Regions from separate parts of the Oryctolagus cuniculus genome. Here region 1 is linked to region 2. The links are chromatin contacts, called in public Hi-C maps. All regions are on one chromosome and are shown on one strand. Each heading gives the region's core, a stretch centred on a gene start, on an enhancer-like site or on the middle of the called end of the contact. The rest is flanking DNA. Distances are from core to core; before and after follow the strand shown. Region 1 has its middle 390 kb from the start of GADD45G. Region 2 has its middle 170 kb from the start of GADD45G.

The links. Hi-C and Micro-C count contacts between places; a contact is called where the count stands out from the background.
Region 1: a Hi-C map of an unstated tissue shows a contact between it and region 2, with 2.2 times the contacts expected there. The contact joins two enhancer-like sites. A contact is called at or near these places in 2 of 6 Hi-C or Micro-C datasets (embryonic fibroblasts and an unstated tissue).

The regions. Positions count from the first base shown.
Region 1 is chr1:138,717,756-138,720,949 of mOryCun1.1, reverse strand. No RefSeq gene overlaps it. Among named protein-coding and RNA genes, the nearest start is that of GADD45G, 390 kb to the right of the region's middle. Within about 2 kb of position 1,414, at least 3 of the 8 cell types and tissues checked have an H3K27ac peak or open chromatin away from gene starts, as enhancers often do.
Region 2 is chr1:138,497,648-138,500,949 of mOryCun1.1, reverse strand. No RefSeq gene overlaps it. Among named protein-coding and RNA genes, the nearest start is that of GADD45G, 170 kb to the right of the region's middle. Within about 2 kb of position 1,974, at least 3 of the 8 cell types and tissues checked have an H3K27ac peak or open chromatin away from gene starts, as enhancers often do.

The DNA.
Region 1 (3,194 bases), core at 165-2,664, 220 kb before region 2:
TGTTGCCAGCTCTGGGTATGCATGTATATTGCGTGTGGTGTATTGAACGTAGAGTGATTTGTGTGTATGATGTGTGTACGCATGCATGTACCGTGGCATGTCTGGGTGTACACGTGTATGCGCGTGCTGCATGTATACGTGTATATGTGTGCATACACAGGTGAGAAGCACAGGTATGTGAGGCAGCAGGGCAGCCCAGGGCCACCTTTCTAAGGAGAGGCTGGGTGGGGGAGGAGCTGCCCAGGTAAGAGCTGGGGGATCCCTAGCAGCAGGTGCTCTCCTGCTGCGCAGAGGAGCCACCCCCGGGGGCGGGGGCAGCAGCGGCCGGCCCACCTCCCCCTTCCTCATCCCCACTTCCCTTTAGGGTGAACGCCTGGGGCTGTGCCTTCTGTTCATGGGCAGTGCCCTCTGGGGGTTGGGCTACTCCTTTTCTCCTTCCCAGCCCTGTGCTCTCTGTCATGGCCCGTGAGGGAGCCCCGAGTCTTGCCTCGAAGTCTCAGTGCAGAAAAGAGCTACTGACTGCACACCAGTAGGGGTGTGGGGGCAGGGAAGAGGGCCCTGGCAGCCGGCAGGAGCTACCAGAAGCAGTTTCTCTCTCCTCTCTCTCTCTCTCTCCTCCTCCCTCCTTCCCTCCCCCCCCCCCCCATTGGGAGCCAGGAAGGCCATTGTTCCTTTGTTGATCTTCTTTGGAAGACAATGGAAAATCTTGCCTAATCTCTTTGCCTGGAGCATCTGATAAGAAAGTTCTGGGAGGAGCTGATAATGGAGTTCTTTCAGATTAAAGCTCCCAGACGTGCAGGCACACCCCATGTCCATTCCCTTAACAGAGTGGGAGGGCATTAGGAGAATGCAGTGAGACAGGGCAGAGTGTCTGGGCAAGCTTCCTTAGGGGGAGCGCAACAGAAGGGCTCGCCTGCGGGTTTCCAGCCGCGTTTCCCGGGAGCAGGGGGCAGTGGCTCCTCCATTCCAGTGACAGGTGCTCTCCCCATGCCCTTCCAGCAGCCCCGAAGAGTGCCGCCTGGACCTCAGAGCGCCCTGGCAGCTCTGCCGATTGTACCACCAAGGATGGAAAGCCAAGAGTGCAAGCTGCCGCCCCTCCGCCGGCTCCCCTGCCAAGAGCCTCCCTCTCCTGTCTCCAGCCTGCCCAGGGCTCCTCTGCCGGTGCCTGTCTGCCGCTGTCCCCCCTGGGGCTCGGGGACCGTGAGACAGTGTGCAACGCAGACTCCCTGCCTGAGCTGGGTGTCAGCACTTGCCAGTTCTGCTGGGAACATGGAGAAACTTGCCCCGGGGTGACCTCGCTGTCCCATCCCTGGCCTCGGGTGTGCAATTGTTTATTTCCCAGCCTGGGAGACAGCCCTGAGCTCACTCACCCACATTCTGGGCTGGGGCACACTGTACCTACGGTGCCCTTTTCCCTTAGAACAGGCCTGCTGCTGCCAATGTTCTTTCAGCGACGTGCCCCACTGTCCACAGGCTGCGCACAGCCAGGGCTGGAGGGAGGCGGTGACCTGTGACCTTGGCTCTGCAAGGCCGCTGGGCTGCAGCCGGTGCACTTAACCTTCGTCCTTAATGATTTGCGTCATGGGCCATGTCTATCTGATTTCCTCTCCCCTCCCCAGGTTCAGACTGCAGGTGAGATCCTCTCACTTGGACACCTCCGAATTCACGGAGCCACTGATACTATTTTTAGCAGAAGGCAAGCTGGTTCTCCCAGAAAGGTAGCTCCTGCCCGGCAGCCTCCCAGGGCTGCCCAGGGATCGCTGACGCGGATGCGGATCGGCTGCAAGGGTTTCTCTCGGAGGCAGACACCTGTCTCCAGAAACTGTACTCACCTGGGATCAAAGACCAGCCAGGTCTGCTGAACTCCAAGTTCAGATGAGCAGCACCCGATGCAGGCTTGCTACCTGGTCAGGCATTGCTGGAGGCATTCGCGCCTCCTCCAGGGTGTTGTATCTTCAATGTTAAACCACAGAGCAGGCGCCTGAGATGTGGCATGGCAGGTGAAGCCACCGCCTGCAGAGCCAGCATCCCATGGGGGCACCTGTTCAAATCTCAGCTGCTCCACTTCCCATCCAGCTCTCTGCTGTGACCTGGGAAAGCAGTAGAAGATGGCCCAAGTCCTTGGGTCCCTGCACCCACGTGGGAGACCTGGAAGAAGTTCCTGGCTTCAGATCAGCACAGCTCCAGTGTTGTGGCCATCTTGGGAATGAACCAGTGGGTGGAGGACCTCTCTCTCTGCCTTTCAAATAAATAAATAAATCTTAGAAAAAAAAAAAAAAACACAGAGCGGAGCCCATTCAAACTTCTGTCCACCATCCGAGCAAAGGAATCCCAGAGAGGCAGTGGATTTGCAAGGCGACGGAGTACTGATTGGTTTCGAACGAGATTGGCACTTTTCTCCCTCTGAGATGGTGTAGGTGACTGTATACGCTGAATGGACCCAGGGCAGTGTAGGAAACATACAAGGCTTCTTTCAGACAAACCACAGATAATGAGCATAAAAAGATACTGTCTCCTTCCCTTCTTGTGCAGGTTTGTTTCTGCCCTTGCAAAACAATGATAATGTGTTAATAAATAATAATAGTATTCATGTGACCTACTGTGAGTAATGGAGAGAAAGGGTAGGCAGATGTGCCCCCAGCACAGCGGCAGTGCACCTGCCAGCCTCCCTGGCCTACACCAGGGCATTGCTGGCCCAGCAAGGTGTCTCTCACAAACAGGGCCCCAGCCTGCACATAACCAAGGGCTCGGCGGGGCATGTGCAGATCTGCCTTGATTTGAAGTCATTGCTGTTCAACATTAAATACAAGATCTAAGGTACAACGGATATTCACGGTGTATTCTTACTGGAAGGAATAATTGCCATGAAGGCAGAGGCAGCAGGCAGTGACAGGTTCCCCAAGAGTTTACTAAATGTCTTTATGCACCGCTCCTCTGCGCATGTCCACAGACGATGGGAGGAGGAGGACCTGGGGCAGGTGCAGGGAGCACCTGTCAAGCCTGCGTCTCCGAGGACAGCGGGGCAGCAGTTGGGCTCACTGGCCACGGACGGCGAGGAGCCGGTCAGCACTGCTCTCTGAGCTGTGGCTAATGAGCTCCTGGTGGAGGGACTGTGGGTTTCAGAGCATGTGCCTTGACAGATGGGGTGGCCTCAGCAAGGCGGGGGTGCACTTGGACCTGCCAATCACTGGCTC
Region 2 (3,302 bases), core at 725-3,224:
GGGCCCTGGAAGAAGCTCCTGGCTCCTGGCTTTGGATTGGTGCAGCTCCAGCCATTGTGGCTATTTGGAGAGTGAACCAGCAGATGGAAGATATCTCTCTCTCTCTCTTTCTCCCCCTCCCCCTCTCTACCTCTCTGTAACTCTGCTTTGCAAATAAATAAATAAATCTTTAAAAAAAAGTTTTTATGCTTTCAAAATCCATGCCCACTGTGTATGACCACGCTAGACAGGGACAGAAGTCAGCACGTGAAGACAGGTGCACGAAACAGCAGAGGAAGCAAAGACCAACTAATGGGATGACTCCTTTCAGTGAAGGATCAATAAACACTTGTTGGGGCAACCTGTGACAACAGTATCCTACAGGGGCGCTGATTTGAGTCCCAGCTGCTCCACTTCCAATCCAGCTCCCTGCCAATGCACCTGGGAAAGCAGCAGAAGATGGCCCAAGCACTTGGGCCCCTGCACCCACATGAGAGACCCAGCTGGGGTTCCTGGCTCCTGGCTTTGGCCTGGTCCAGCCCTGGCTGTTGCAGCCATTTGGGGAGTGAATCAGCAGCAGACAGAAGATCTCTGTGTCTTCCTCTCTCTCTGTCACTCTGCCTTTCAAATAAATAAGTAAATCTTTAAGGGAAAAAAAAAAAAGAAACACATGAATGCAGTGTTTAGAGAAAAATACATCAGTCCTGCACATTCACGTTACAAAACAAAAATTACTATTTTTCAGAGTTGGACCTACTCGACTGTGGAATGGATTATCTAGGTAAGCACACATTTGAAATATTGGCTTCAACAGAAATAGGAAACCCAATAATTCAATAACCATACAAGCAATTGCAGAAGTGATTAAAAAACTTCCCAGACCCCCCAAATACCTTCTTCAGGGAGTTTTTATGTGGAAAATTTTGAAAATTTTCAAGGAAGCAATAATTCCAACACACACACACTTTTCTAGAACCCAACAAAGAAAGCAAGCTTGCAGATTCTTTTTTCTCAAGGCTAACAAAAGGCTGAGACCGAAATGTTAACTAATGTGAAACAGAAGTCAGACCATAGGAAAGCAGTGTCAGGATCCTAATAAAGGATTAGCACATGCGGTCCTACAGGGCCTTGGAAAGAGAACACTCCATGGCCAAGCTGGGCTCCTTCCAGAAATGCAAAATCAGCTCCGGGTTAAGAAATCTGTTTATGTAACTCACTGTGTGGGTCAGGGTTCAGTTACCAAAGCCCAGTAGAGCACGGCAGAGAGGGGTTACGGACAGGCTGTGCATGGCTCCCGGATGCCGGGGCAGGGATGGGGTCGCAGAGCTGCAGCTCTGAGCCTCTCTGCGCAGGGTCAGCGAGGGGGTGCCCGTCCGCCCCCACGTTCCCCGGCCAGGGCAAGCCTCTGACTCCCCCACCCCACCCCACCCCGCATGGCGCCTGTTGCAGAAAGCCACGCCCCTCGGACGCGCTGTGCTCCAGCGGCAGGGCAGCGTGTCCTTGCTGAGGTCGGTCCCACGGGTGCTCTCCAGCTTGCCCATCGGTAGCCACCGTCTGGAGCCTGCACCCTGCCCCGCTCCGCCCTTCTCAGACAAGTCAGGGCGTCCACCATGCTGCAGAAAGGGTGACGCGCATGCGTAGCCTCCCCAGCACTGCAGGCCACGGCATGGGATTGCGCAAATCCAAATCAAATCCAGAAGCCTGGCTGCAAAGAGCTCCGAGACGTGCCTGGTGGCTTTCCCATGCCCTGCCCAGCAGGATGGGGTGCGTGCGGGTGCTGAGTTGTCACATCCATCCCACTCCCCTCCGGCTTCCCACCTCCTCACCCGCCACTCCCACAACCACAGCGCTTCCCTTCCACTCGGGCCGGCAGCAGCCTACTCCCGCTTCCTGAATGCAGCTCCCTACGTGCAAGAGGAGACTCGGCACCGTAAGTCTCACTATCTCTGAGCGATGGCCACACCACAGCTTCTTCTGCAGAAATCCAAAAGGCTCGGTTAGCACCATGACCTACAGGAGCGCCTCCTCAAGAGACAGCAGGATCTCTAGCCGGGCGTCCTCACGAGTGACATCGAGTGGCAATCCCTGACGTCCCACTGTGATGTCCAGGGAGGACGGGGCAGCCTGGAAGTCCAGCCACCTTCTCAATGGCACCCAGCTGCCGGGAGCTGATCCAGCAGACGATGCTGGCTGCAAGCAGGTGAGCAGATGTGCAGGTCCCTGCGAGGGGAGGCTGTGGTGCTGTTGGCCGAGGCCACCCGAAGGCGTGGGGAAAGCAGCCTGGTCCTGCAGCAGCTCCTGCCTCATAGTCGAGGGAACCTGGGCTTTGGGTTCACCAAGGAAGACCTGGCTGAGATCAAGGAAATGCTGCTGGCCAGCACGGTGCCAGCTGCTGCCCATGCCGGTGCCACTGCCCCCTGTGAGGCCACCGTGCCAGCGCAGAACACTGGGCTGGGGCTGAGAAGACCTCCTTTGTCCAGGCGTCGGGCATCACCACAAAAATCTCCAGGGCCACCACTGAAGTCCTGAGCGATGTGCAGAAAATAAAGGCTGGAGACAGGGACCGGCGATGTGGTGTAGCAGTTGAAGCCTCTGCCTGCAGTGCCGCCATCCCATATGGGCGCTGGTTCAAGTCCCGGCTGCTCCATTTCTGATCCAGCTCTCTCTATGGCCTGGGAAAGCAGTGGAGGATGGCCCCAGTCCTTGGGCCCCTGCACCCATGTGGGAGACCCAAGTGGAGTTCCTGGCTCCTGACTTCTGTCTGGCCCAGCTCTGGCCATTGCAGCCATTTGGGGAGTGAACCAGAGGATGGAAGACCTCTCTCTCTGTCTTTACCTCTCTCTATGACTCTACCTCTCAAATAAATAAATAATCTTTAAAAGCAAAGACTGGAGACAAAGTGGGAGCCCACAAAGCCACCACGCCGCACAGGCTGAACATCTTCCCTTCTCCCCGGGCTGATCGTGCAGCAGGTGCTGCAGAGTGGCAGCATCTACAATCCCGAAGTCCTGGACATCCCGGAGGAAACTCTGCACTCCGGCTTTCTGGAGGGAGACTGCAACATTGCCACTGTTTGCTTGCAGACTGGTTATCCGACTGCTGCATCTGTACCCCGTTCCTTCATCAGTGGGTCCAAGCAGGTCCTGGCTTTGTCTGTGGAGGCTGAGTACACTTCCCACTTGCTGGAAAGGTCAAGGCCTTCCTGGCTGACCCGTCTGCATTCGTGGCTGTGGCTCCTGCTGCTGCTGCTGCTGCTGCTGCTGCTGCTGCTGGAGCCCCAGCCAAGGTTAAGGCCAAGGAAGACTTGGAGGAATCGGACAAGG